2 separate regions of the Mus musculus genome follow, and region 2 is linked to region 1. A link is a contact called in public HiChIP or PLAC-seq data. All regions are on one chromosome and are shown on one strand. The core of a region is the stretch at or near the end of the contact, and the rest is flanking DNA. Distances in the headings are between cores, read along the strand shown. Region 1 overlaps Il34 (interleukin 34). Region 2 overlaps Fa2h (fatty acid 2-hydroxylase).

Evidence for each region. HiChIP or PLAC-seq counts read pairs in DNA pulled down with a chosen protein or histone mark.
Region 2: a contact with region 1 is called in a FOXA1 HiChIP or PLAC-seq map of pancreatic cancer cells. The contact joins two enhancer-like sites. A contact is called at or near these places in 2 of 39 promoter capture datasets (liver and pre-B cells), 1 of 115 datasets of contacts at active chromatin or transcription factors (pancreatic cancer cells) and 2 of 9 other capture datasets (adipose tissue and liver).

The regions. Positions count from the first base shown.
Region 1 is chr8:110,791,609-110,796,643 of GRCm38.p6, reverse strand. The region is part of intron 1 of Il34 (interleukin 34); the gene reads left to right. Among named protein-coding and RNA genes, the nearest start is that of Gm15895, 11 kb to the left of the region's middle. Within about 2 kb of position 1,718, at least 45 of the 459 cell types and tissues checked have an H3K27ac peak or open chromatin away from gene starts, as enhancers often do. A contact at or near this core is called in pancreatic cancer cells, where this site is marked.
Region 2 is chr8:111,368,997-111,374,065 of GRCm38.p6, reverse strand. All of the region lies in intron 1 of Fa2h (fatty acid 2-hydroxylase), which reads left to right. Among named protein-coding and RNA genes, the nearest start is that of Fa2h, 22 kb to the left of the region's middle. Within about 2 kb of position 3,470, at least 16 of the 459 cell types and tissues checked have an H3K27ac peak or open chromatin away from gene starts, as enhancers often do. A contact at or near this core is called in pancreatic cancer cells, where this site is marked.

The DNA of each region.
Region 1 (5,035 bases), core at 469-2,968:
CAGAGACAGAGAGAAATAGAGAGAGAAACAGAAAGATAGGCACACATGCAGAGAGACAGAGAGAGAGAGTGCAAGTGCAATATGGAGAGAGAGAGAGGAATATGGAGAGAGAGATTGGAAGTCTGTGCACTGTTGGTGCAAGGGAACACTGACCATTCCTTAAAGAAGGAAGAATTACCATCTCCAGCTATTCCACATCTGGATATATGCTGAAAAGAATTATAAGCAGGGTCTCCAAGAGGTATTTATACACCCATGTTCATAGCATGTTCACATTCTTATTAGACAAGAGGTAAGAAGCAGCCTACTATTCCACAGAGGAGTGGAGAAGTCATATGGGACATATCTGTACACAGAGATACTATTCAGTCTTTAAAAGGAAGGAAATGGGTCAGGTGGTGGTGGTACACACTTTGAATCTTAGCACTCAGGAGGCACAGGTAAGACTATCTCTGTGAGTTTGAGGCCAGCCTGGCCTACAGAGCAAGTTCCAAGATAGTCAGGGCAACAGAGAGAAACCCTGTCTTGAAAAATGAAGAAGAAGGAGGAGGAGGAGGAGGAAGAGGAGGAGGAGGAGGAGGAGGAGGAGGAACAATTCACTGAGTGAAATAAGCCAAACACAAAAGGATAAAAACTGTATGATCCACAGGGCTAGAGAACCAGAAAGAGTGGAAGCAGCATGTCAGTTGTGGAGATGTAAGACCCCCTTTCGGGGACCCCCAATCTAGTCTCAGGAGAGAGAGCGCACCCAAAGAAACACGAGAATCCTTCTTGCTGCAAACATATGAGGCAGTTTAATGGCAGAACTCCGGGTCGAAACATATCTCACGCAGGAGACAGTGAATTCGACCCCAAGGCTCGAAAGTTAGGGGGTTTTATGGGGTAAAGGGCTTAGGGGTGGGGAATTCAGCATAGTGACACACTATTGGCTTATTCAAACGTCAGCAAAAGAATACGTGCAGGTCAGGGTGTCAGAGTATTGTGAGTTGTTGACTCAGTTCAGATGTCCTCACATTCCTCTTTATCTTTATGGTCAAGCTGTTCCCAGGAATGTTTTAACTACGGGGCATGCTTGGGTTTGTTTTTCTTTGTTCTCAGCCCCAGGCAGCCTCTAGGCTCACAAACAACCAGCAATTTCTGTTTACTTTATATGACTTACAGGTCTTGAAATTTGATCTTTCTTTCAGAGACAGGTGGGGACAGGAGTGTCACAGCAGCATGAATGTTCAATGCCGCTGAACTGTGCACTGAAAAATTATTAAAATGAGAAGCCGAGGATTACCTGTAATGCTCTTCTCCCTGCCTCCAGCTGCCAAGTGCTGGCCTCATCCAGGCCACCATGCCCAGTTTTTACAGTGCTGGGATTAACCCTGGGGCTTTGTGCTTGTTAGACAAGCGCTCTACAGACCAAGCCACATCTCCTGCTTTTTTTTGGGGGGGGGGGTTCGAGACAGGGTTTCTCTGTGTATCCCTGGCTGTCCTGGAGCTCACTTTGTAGACCAGGCTGGCCTTGAACTCAGAAATCCGCCTGCTTCTGCCTCCCAAGTGCTGGGATTAAAGGCGTGTGCCACCACCGCCTGGCTAGCATTTTTTTTTAAAACCACAATTTTACAGAAAACTTCTCACAGGAGTTCTATGGGGACTGAGTAGAGAGATGCATGTGAACACTTGTGCCTGGTCTGTAGAAACCAAGCTTCCTGTCTCAAGCAGTACTGCAGACTCTGGCTCTGATGAGTCGCCCAGTCTTCAGGCGTCCTGGAGGAACAACTGGGGCCCTGTTCAGAGGATTCCTACTCTCTGTGAATGAGTGGATTCCACACATTGGAAAGTCCCTGGCGAGAACACTGAAGGGCAGTTAGCAGGGTGGAGAGCTTGCGGACTAAACTGTATGTGGAGCAGCTGCCTCATGGACTGGAGAACTCTCTCCCAGTGGAAGCAAGTGAGGAGGGATGGGGGAGCTGCAGAGGAAAACTCCCATGTGGCTTGAAGACAAAGCCAGTTTGTCGCTGAGGCTCTGTTCCCTTCTGATGTGATCAGTCCAGGCCAAGGTTATATGCAGCAAGTGTGGGCATAGCAGGCTCAGGGAGTTGCCACAAACCTTGACCTCTGCCTTACACAACAGCTGCTACAGTGCACCTTGGGCTATGCCCAGCACTACCATAAACCAGACAGAATCTCAAATCCTTGCCTCAACTATGCCGCCAGTACTATACCTTCTGAGAACCAGGCCTGGGGTAAGCTGTTGCCTGAGGCAGCCAGAGGCTGGTATATGGGATTCGAACTCATGCATGGTGGCCAGAGCTCTTGAGTCCCTTGTCCACCCCTGCCCCGCCCCGTCTCCCCCCCCCCTTTCAGGTTCCGATGTTAGGTGCTAAGCCAGCTGCTACATTCCATCCCCATCCCAGACCAGAGAGTCAGCACTGCCCGATTCCAGCCTGGCTGACTTCACACCATTAGTGGTGTGTGTGTATGTGTGTGTGTGGGTGCTCATTTCCCTGCGAGTGTGGCTCAACCTGCTTAGGGCAACCATATCCTTGACCAGGATCCGCCTTATCCCATTGAATGGATGTAGTTCAGTTGGTAACATGCCTGCTCAGCGCGCATGAAACCACACGATTAGATCTCCAGCACTGGAGGAAACTGGGCATAAGGGTGCATGCCTATAGTCCCAGCCCTTGATCAGAGAAGTTCCAGGTCTTGGCTATGTGGTGAGTTTGAGGCAAGGCTGAGCTACAAGAGACTCTGTCTCAAAGCCAAAAACGAGTGGGGGACCCTTCTGAATAACTTTCTTCCAGGGTTCAAAGTGCCCTGTGCCATAGCAGCGTTGAGTTCAGTTCATTTTGTAACTATAGTAACCATGCATTTGCAACCCAGCTGTCTGGATGCCAAGACCACAATTGGCTTAGCACCGTTTTAGCATCTGCCGGGCGGACAAATGCGGTCCTAGTGGCCGTGACTCAGTGGCCTTCTCTGACTCAGCTCTCTGACAGGATGGTTGCAATGACCACAGCTGCAACGGAGGAGGTCCGGGCAGGGGTGGTGGTGGGGGACCAGTCTCAAGTCTCAAAGGAATATCTCCATGCTCCTGTGCCAGGCAGGGAGCAAAGCCTCTGACAGACACCAGCTCAGGAGTCAGGAAGCCCATCAGGTAAAGTGGGGCTGTTCGGACAGAGGCTGAGGAAACTGGTCTGACGATCTGTGCTGGCTGCGGGGTCTAAGGGAAGTAATGGGGTCCTCTCACTGGCTGCGGAATTGCCGGCATGCAGGTCTCCCCTTCCATCCTTCCTGTGGCCTCCTCCCTACCTTGGGTGGGGCAGTAGGAGGGATTCTGTATGATGGATGGAGAAGCTGCTTAGGGGTTCCCCCAAAGTCTCACAGAGGGAAGAAGGCGGCACCCCTGCCTCCCCGGGCTCCTTTCCTCCGCCTGCACCAGGTGGCTTGCTCTGTAGTCCTCCAGATAGCTTTCCTGGAAGAGCTGTTCTAGGCACCAGTGCTTGATGAGGCTTAGTCTGTAGACCAGCCGGACCAGCTGGGGCTGGACAGGAGCCAGGTGCTTTCCATATCTCCCTATAGGCAGGAAAGTGGCTTTCATGAGATGCTGCTCTGGAGAGGCTGCGGCTTGGTCTTGCTCACTGCCTTGAGCTCCCTCTTGCAGGGTGAGAGAAAGGCACTTCTTTCTCTTTCCATGGACGTGTTACAGGCACGCCACCATTGCTTGCTGTCACACAACAGTGTCAGAGTTCTGAACTCTTGACCCAGCCCTGTGAGGAATGGCTGGCTGGAGGAAGAGGAGGGGGAGGGGAGAAGGAGAGAGGAGGAGACCGAGTCAGGTGTCACAGGTATGTGAGCACTTGAACCTTGCCCGTCTGCCCGAAAAGCCCATGCAATTTCCGGAAATTTTAATGTTTAAACTAACACTTAATGGTTTGTTTAAAAATTAATCAAGGCTGGGTATGAGCTCTGTGGCCGTAACACTTGCCTGGTGCGCAGAAAGTCCTGGCGCACTCCCCAGCACCACAGAAGTATGATAGAATAAATCATGGATGTGGTCACACATACCTGTAGTCCCAGCACTTGGGCAACAGAGGCAGGAGGATCAGGAGTTCAAGGTCAACCTTAGCATACCTAGGAAATTGAAGGTCAGCCAATGTGTACTTGTACACAGATATTTGTAAACATAAATTTGTCTACAGAACAAATATATGTATGTATACATATGTTTGGCTCATTTGGTTTGCTTTATACACACGGTTTTAGATTCGTAGAACTGGACGTATTTGAGGTGGGCTTGCTTTCCCCTGGGACTAGAGGCTACATGCTACAGTCAGGGGGACCTACTCTGATAAGGTGAAGCTCAAACACACAGAATCTGTGTTCAGACCCTACCTGCAGGATACCCAGGTCACCTCGCCAGCACCAGATCAGTCAAGCTGCCCTCTGCCTGCTGCCTACCTACCGTTCTTCCTTCCCTTCCTCTTCTCCCTCCCTCCCTCCCTCCCTCCCTTCCTTTTTTCTTAGGCTCTTTAGCTACATCAGGAGACTGAGTTGGGAGAATGTAACCGTTCCCTTTTGCCTCCAGACTGTCCCTCCACCGCGGAGCTGGCAGCTGGAGTTCTGCGTCCACATCTCCTTAAGTTTAATGGTTCCCCACTTGCCAGTTGCATGATTCCAGTTCCAAGGGTCTGACACTGTCTTCTGGCCTCCGCTGGCACCAGGCACATGCATAGTACACAGACATGTGCAGGCAAAACATCCAACCACCCAAAACAAACAAAACAAACCATAAAAACAAACAAATGTAATTAAAGTATTTTTAAGGATATTATTATTGTATTATAACTGGGAACAGTGGCCCGTGCCAATAATCTCCAGCACTCAGGAGACAGAGGCACACCAGAAGAAGGTATCAGATCTTATTATGGATGGTTGTGAGCCACCATGTGGTTGCTGGGATTTGAACTCAGGACCTTTGGAAGAGCAGTCAGTGCGCTTAACCGCTGAGCCATCTCTCCAGCCCCTACATAACGGTTTTTGT
Region 2 (5,069 bases), core at 2,221-4,720, 580 kb before region 1:
ACAAAGACATGCCCACAGGCCATTGTGATTTAGGCAATTCTCAATCCAGGCTTTTCTCTCAGATGACTCTAGGCTACAGCGAGTTAACAATTAAAGGTATGGCAGAGGCAGAAGGATTTCTGAGTTCAAGGCCAGCTTGGTCTACAGAGTGAGTTTCAGGACAGCCAGGGCTATACAGAGAAACCCTGTCTTGAAAACAAACAAACAAAACATTTAAAGGTATCCACAACTCGTAGGTTCCTTCTGAGGGCTATGAGAAGCTGTGGTCCAGGCAGCACCCCAGCTTCTGGTAGACCTCTATTAGGATGATTTTCCCCCCTGGCTTTCTTGATGCATCTTCCTTGTCTGTGCCTTCATCTTCGTAGTACTCATCTACATCAAAGTTTCCCCGCTATATAAGAATATGTTACATCAGAACATATCCTAATCCCCTCATCTGTATTTCCAAATAAGGTCCAGTTCTGAAGTGCTGGGGGTTGGAAGGATTACGAATATGGAAGGGTGTACTGTCCTGTGAAGTGACACTCTGAAGGTGACATTCTTGGTGTGAGGACTGTGGCTTCTTCCCAGAGAAAAAGGAAGGGAGGAGCCCAATATAAAGGAGCATCCACCAACATGCCAAGCCCCTACCTTCTGCCTCCTCTTGACGCTGATCCTTGTCATCTTGCATGAGGAGGAGGAGAGGAGGCCTGGGCTCTCCCTTCATGTACCTTAAGACCCGAGTTCCTCAAGAGCCAGTGTATTTATTACCCAACCCACCCATGGCCTTGGTACAGGGTTCCCTGAATACCTGTTTCCTGTGGGTACAGCCCAGCCTCCCCATCTAGATTCTTTGTTCTGGGAATTTGGGAAAGAACAAACTCCCTGTTCATGGCTGTCCCTGCCCCTCCTTCTCAATGAGTGAGGCACCCACACTTAGCAGCTCACCAGGAGTTTTCCAACAGTCACACTGAGGACTGTATTTATATTCATGCATGTCAGTTTGAACCACAGAATTTGTTAAAAATGCACATCCCCGGGCTGGGGTTGGAAGTCAGTAGAACGTTTCCCAAGCATCCACAAGAAGTGAGGGAGAGAAAAAAAATTTTTTTAGAAATTTCATATAAAAATCTCGTTTTCTGGATCTTCTTAGAAAGCATTAAGTTTGATGAAATAGGCCCTCATCTCCCATGGCCTGGATCTATGTCAGAGCTGCCCCTTCATCACAGACATTCTCTACAGTCTGCCCATCCCCACCATTCTCCCGGAGCCCGAGATCACGTGACGTCGAGCATTGATTAGTATCTCCTGATTGCTTTACATTGAACCTCGATTAGTATTCCCTTACTGCTGGCCTGCCTGCCTTCTGTGCCAATGCTTGTAGCAAAAGGTTTCTCATATTTTTATCTGAAAGTGATGCTTAATCTTCTTTATCAACTTGATGGGATTTTGAATCACTATGGAAACACACCTCTGGCGGGGAAGGTGTTCCCAGCAAGGTTTAACTAATCAGAGAACACCTACCCTGAATGTGGGAGTCACTGAATACAAAGGGGAAAGAAAGTTAAAGAAAAGCATCCATCTCTCTCTGCTCCCTGACTATGCATCCGTGTAAGCAGCTCCCTCCCACTTCTGCCACCATGGCCTTTCTCCCGTGAGATACTGCGTCCTCAAGCCAGGGGCCAAAGTAAGCCTGGCTTTTGTCTGCTGTCTTAGTAAGCAATGAGGAAAATAACTTGTGCACTGTGCCGTTCTTGGTGGCTCTAGTCTGAGGGGGAAATTCATGCAAGCACGTCTCAGTTTATGGAAGCAAAGACTACTCCTGCTCAGACATGGTCTATGAACAGAAGGGGTCTGAGCCACAAGCCACACCCTGACTACTCTTCTTGATACTGTCACCTATCCAGCCTCTGAAGATAGAAGCAAGGAGTTGAGGTGCCATTATCACAAGGAACTGACTTCCTGCTCCAAGAGGAAATGAGGAGGTTATATGGGGGCAGTGGAACTTGAACTCTGGGGATAGGCTGTCCCCAAGAAATAAATGTATTGATGGAGCTATCTGGAAACCTCGGGGGCTACCAGGGAACACCTGGCAGATATTCTGTGGTTTTGGGTCTAATGGGCCTGAGCTTGGTGTGGGAGAGTTGTCTGGGGAGGAAGGCCAAGGGGTATAAGCAAAACTGTTGCCACAAGACAGGAACAAGTGACACCTTGCAACCAGCCAGTGATTGACATTGAGTTGGGAGAAGCTGGGGCAGGTACTGCTCTCTGCATGCTTCTCTCCCAAATGGCCTCAGACTGTGGCTGGAAGGATTTAAGGAGGTCAAAATGCCCACCTCACTCTCCACAGGGTCCAGTGACTCTTAGCTGGGAAAGTGCCAGCCTATGTCACCTCCTCGGCAAATTGCATTGGCAATTCCTTGTAGCCGCCTTTCTCTTTCCAAGGAAAAGCAGCCTCTGGAAGGCACTGGAGCAGTCTTCCCCTGCCACCCTGCCCATATAGAAACCCGCCTCGTATCTTTGCACCTAAACAGGCTGCAATACACGACTGCCAATACACGACTGAATCCTCTCATTCACTAAGTATTTGAGTGCCATCCCAGGGCCCATGCCTCAGGATAGGTAAGGCCAGCAGGCCCCCACCTCAAGGAGCTCAACAGGCAAAGGAAGGAAGGAAGGAAGGAAGGAAGGAAGGAAGGAAGGAAGGAAGGAAGGAAGGAAGGAAGGAAAGGAGGGAGGGAGGGAAGGAAGGAGGGAGGAAGGAAGGAAGGGGAGGAAAGAGGAGAGGAGAGGAGAGGAGAGGAGAGGAGAGGAGAGGAGAGGAGAGGAGAGGAGAGGAGAGGAGAGGAGAGGAGAGGAGAGGAGAGGAGAGGAGAGGAGATAAGCTTGCAGCCCTGAGCACCTTTGTATTTTCCCACAGTAAAGAATTTGGGAGGAACCCAGACACACAGGACTGTCTGGTGCCCCTCACATGGATCCTACGAGAATGTGCTTGCTTGTCAGGTATTGTGCTAATGCCTGTGATTTCGGCAACCAGGAGGCTAAGGCAGAGAGATGGTGAATTCAAGTCCTGCCTGAACTTCATAGCAAGATCCTGTCTCAGTTACCTTTCCCCTAAATAAGAAAGCTGTCACTAGACATAAGTGGGAAGGGGCATCCGCTGTCAAGTCACACTCGTTAGCTCTTGTGTTAATCCTTCTTGGGAAAGCCAATGTAAGTGTGACTACAGAATTACTCACCGTCCTCCCCAATGCTAAAAGTGGTCCGACCTGAAGACATCAACCAGAACAGTCTTCTTAGCTTTGGGATTCTCCGTTGGTTTATAAAGTTCCCTTGGCTTCCTTCCAGGAAGAGAGTCTTAAATGCATTGTGGAAGTTTCCAAAAAAAAAAAAAGTTTAGAGATTTTTAGAGTTAGAGCTGTACCCTATTTCCCTGGGGTGACCTTTGCACACTTCTGATTCATGGATAGTGCTTGCTTGTGGAATGCAGGGGTGAGCCCAACCTGAATACAAAATAAATACTGCCTGGAAAACAGGATCCAGACCTATGTGTGTGTTGTGTGTGACAGCCGCTGCCGGTGAGTCTCAGTTCCTGGAACACCCACCCTCCCCCAGGAGTGGGGCCAGGAAAACCTCACTTGGAGGGTCTTCTATCTACATATAGGAAGGGTTTTCTAGACCCTCTGGGGTCTCACAGCTAGTCTTAAGAAAATCAATGATAAAAGACACATTGGGAGGTTGGGGGGCGGGGGGCATGTCCAACCCAGAATGTTCCTGCTATAGGTGATGTCAGTGTGTGGCTGGTTCCAGCTCTCCTTGAAGTCACTTTCCATCGGATGCCTGTTAAGTCTTGTGATACTACCTCGGGCCTCTGACAGAGAAGGGTGCTGTCCCATTTGGCCTCCCAGGGAGTACTTCGTTTATGTGGTCACTCCAGGAATTGTTGAAAGCGTACCACTCAGGACACTTCCGCCTGATGGCCTCCAGGCCTCGAGCTTTGATTAGGCTGGGGCAGCAGAAGAGGGGGGAAAAGGGCAGGAAGAGCTCATGCCTACACCATCTCCATGTGTCTCTTCTCATCCTTCATGGATGTCAGCTCTCACTCGGGGTCGGTCCACGACTCAAAAGAACTCTCTGGAAAGAACCACTGGCCACTTCATACTGGCATGCGAGCCGCTGAGTCACACTTCCCTGTAAGAACATGTTCTGTTTCCTGGGTCTTAGGAGGAACAGGGCCCCAGAGCAGCTGTCCCTTCGCTTCTCGCAATTAAGAGAGAGTACGTTCTGAACTGAACAAAAGCCTTAATGGGTTTGTTTCCATTTGTAGCTGTCATTTCAGTGAAACTGAACTTTCAATAATTTTTCAAGTAGAGCCTTAGAATTGGTTCAAAGTGTGATAAATATTTTTGTAAAGATGTATTTGTTTGTTTGCTTGTTTATTTTATGTATATGAGTACACGATAGCTATACAGATGGTTGTGAGCCATCATGTGGTTGCTGGGAATTTGAATGCAGGACCTCTGCTCGCTCCGGTCGGCCCCACTCGCTCCAGTTTGCCTGCTTGCCGGCCTAAAGATTTACTTATTACTATATCTAAGCACACTGTAGCTGTCTTCAGACGCACCAGAAGAGGGCGTCAGATCTCGTTACGGGTGGTTGTGAGCCACCATGTGGTTGCTGGGACTTGAACTCAGGACCTTCAGAAGAGCAGTCAGTGCTCTTAACCACAGAGCCATCTCCCCAGCCCCGTTAAATACTTTTAAAATATTTTGTTTCCACTATTAATATAAAGTTGCCAACTGCCCTTCTCTAGAAGATGCCTTTTGCGCTGTAAACCTGTATTTCCTACGTATTTGGTATTGAATCTTCTCTTGTTTGTGCAGTGGTACTGATAGTTACCTTTAAAAAGCACTTTTATTGGGGGGGGGGGGATGCTGGTCTTCAATACATGTGGGAATCCTAAAGAAGTAGGCTCTAATGCCAGTGAAGGAATGGACTTGCTAGAGAGAGAGAGAGAGAGAGAGAGAGAGAGAGAGAGAGAGAGAAAGTTTCCTTCTTCCATGACTTTATATAGGCTGTCTGCAGAAGGT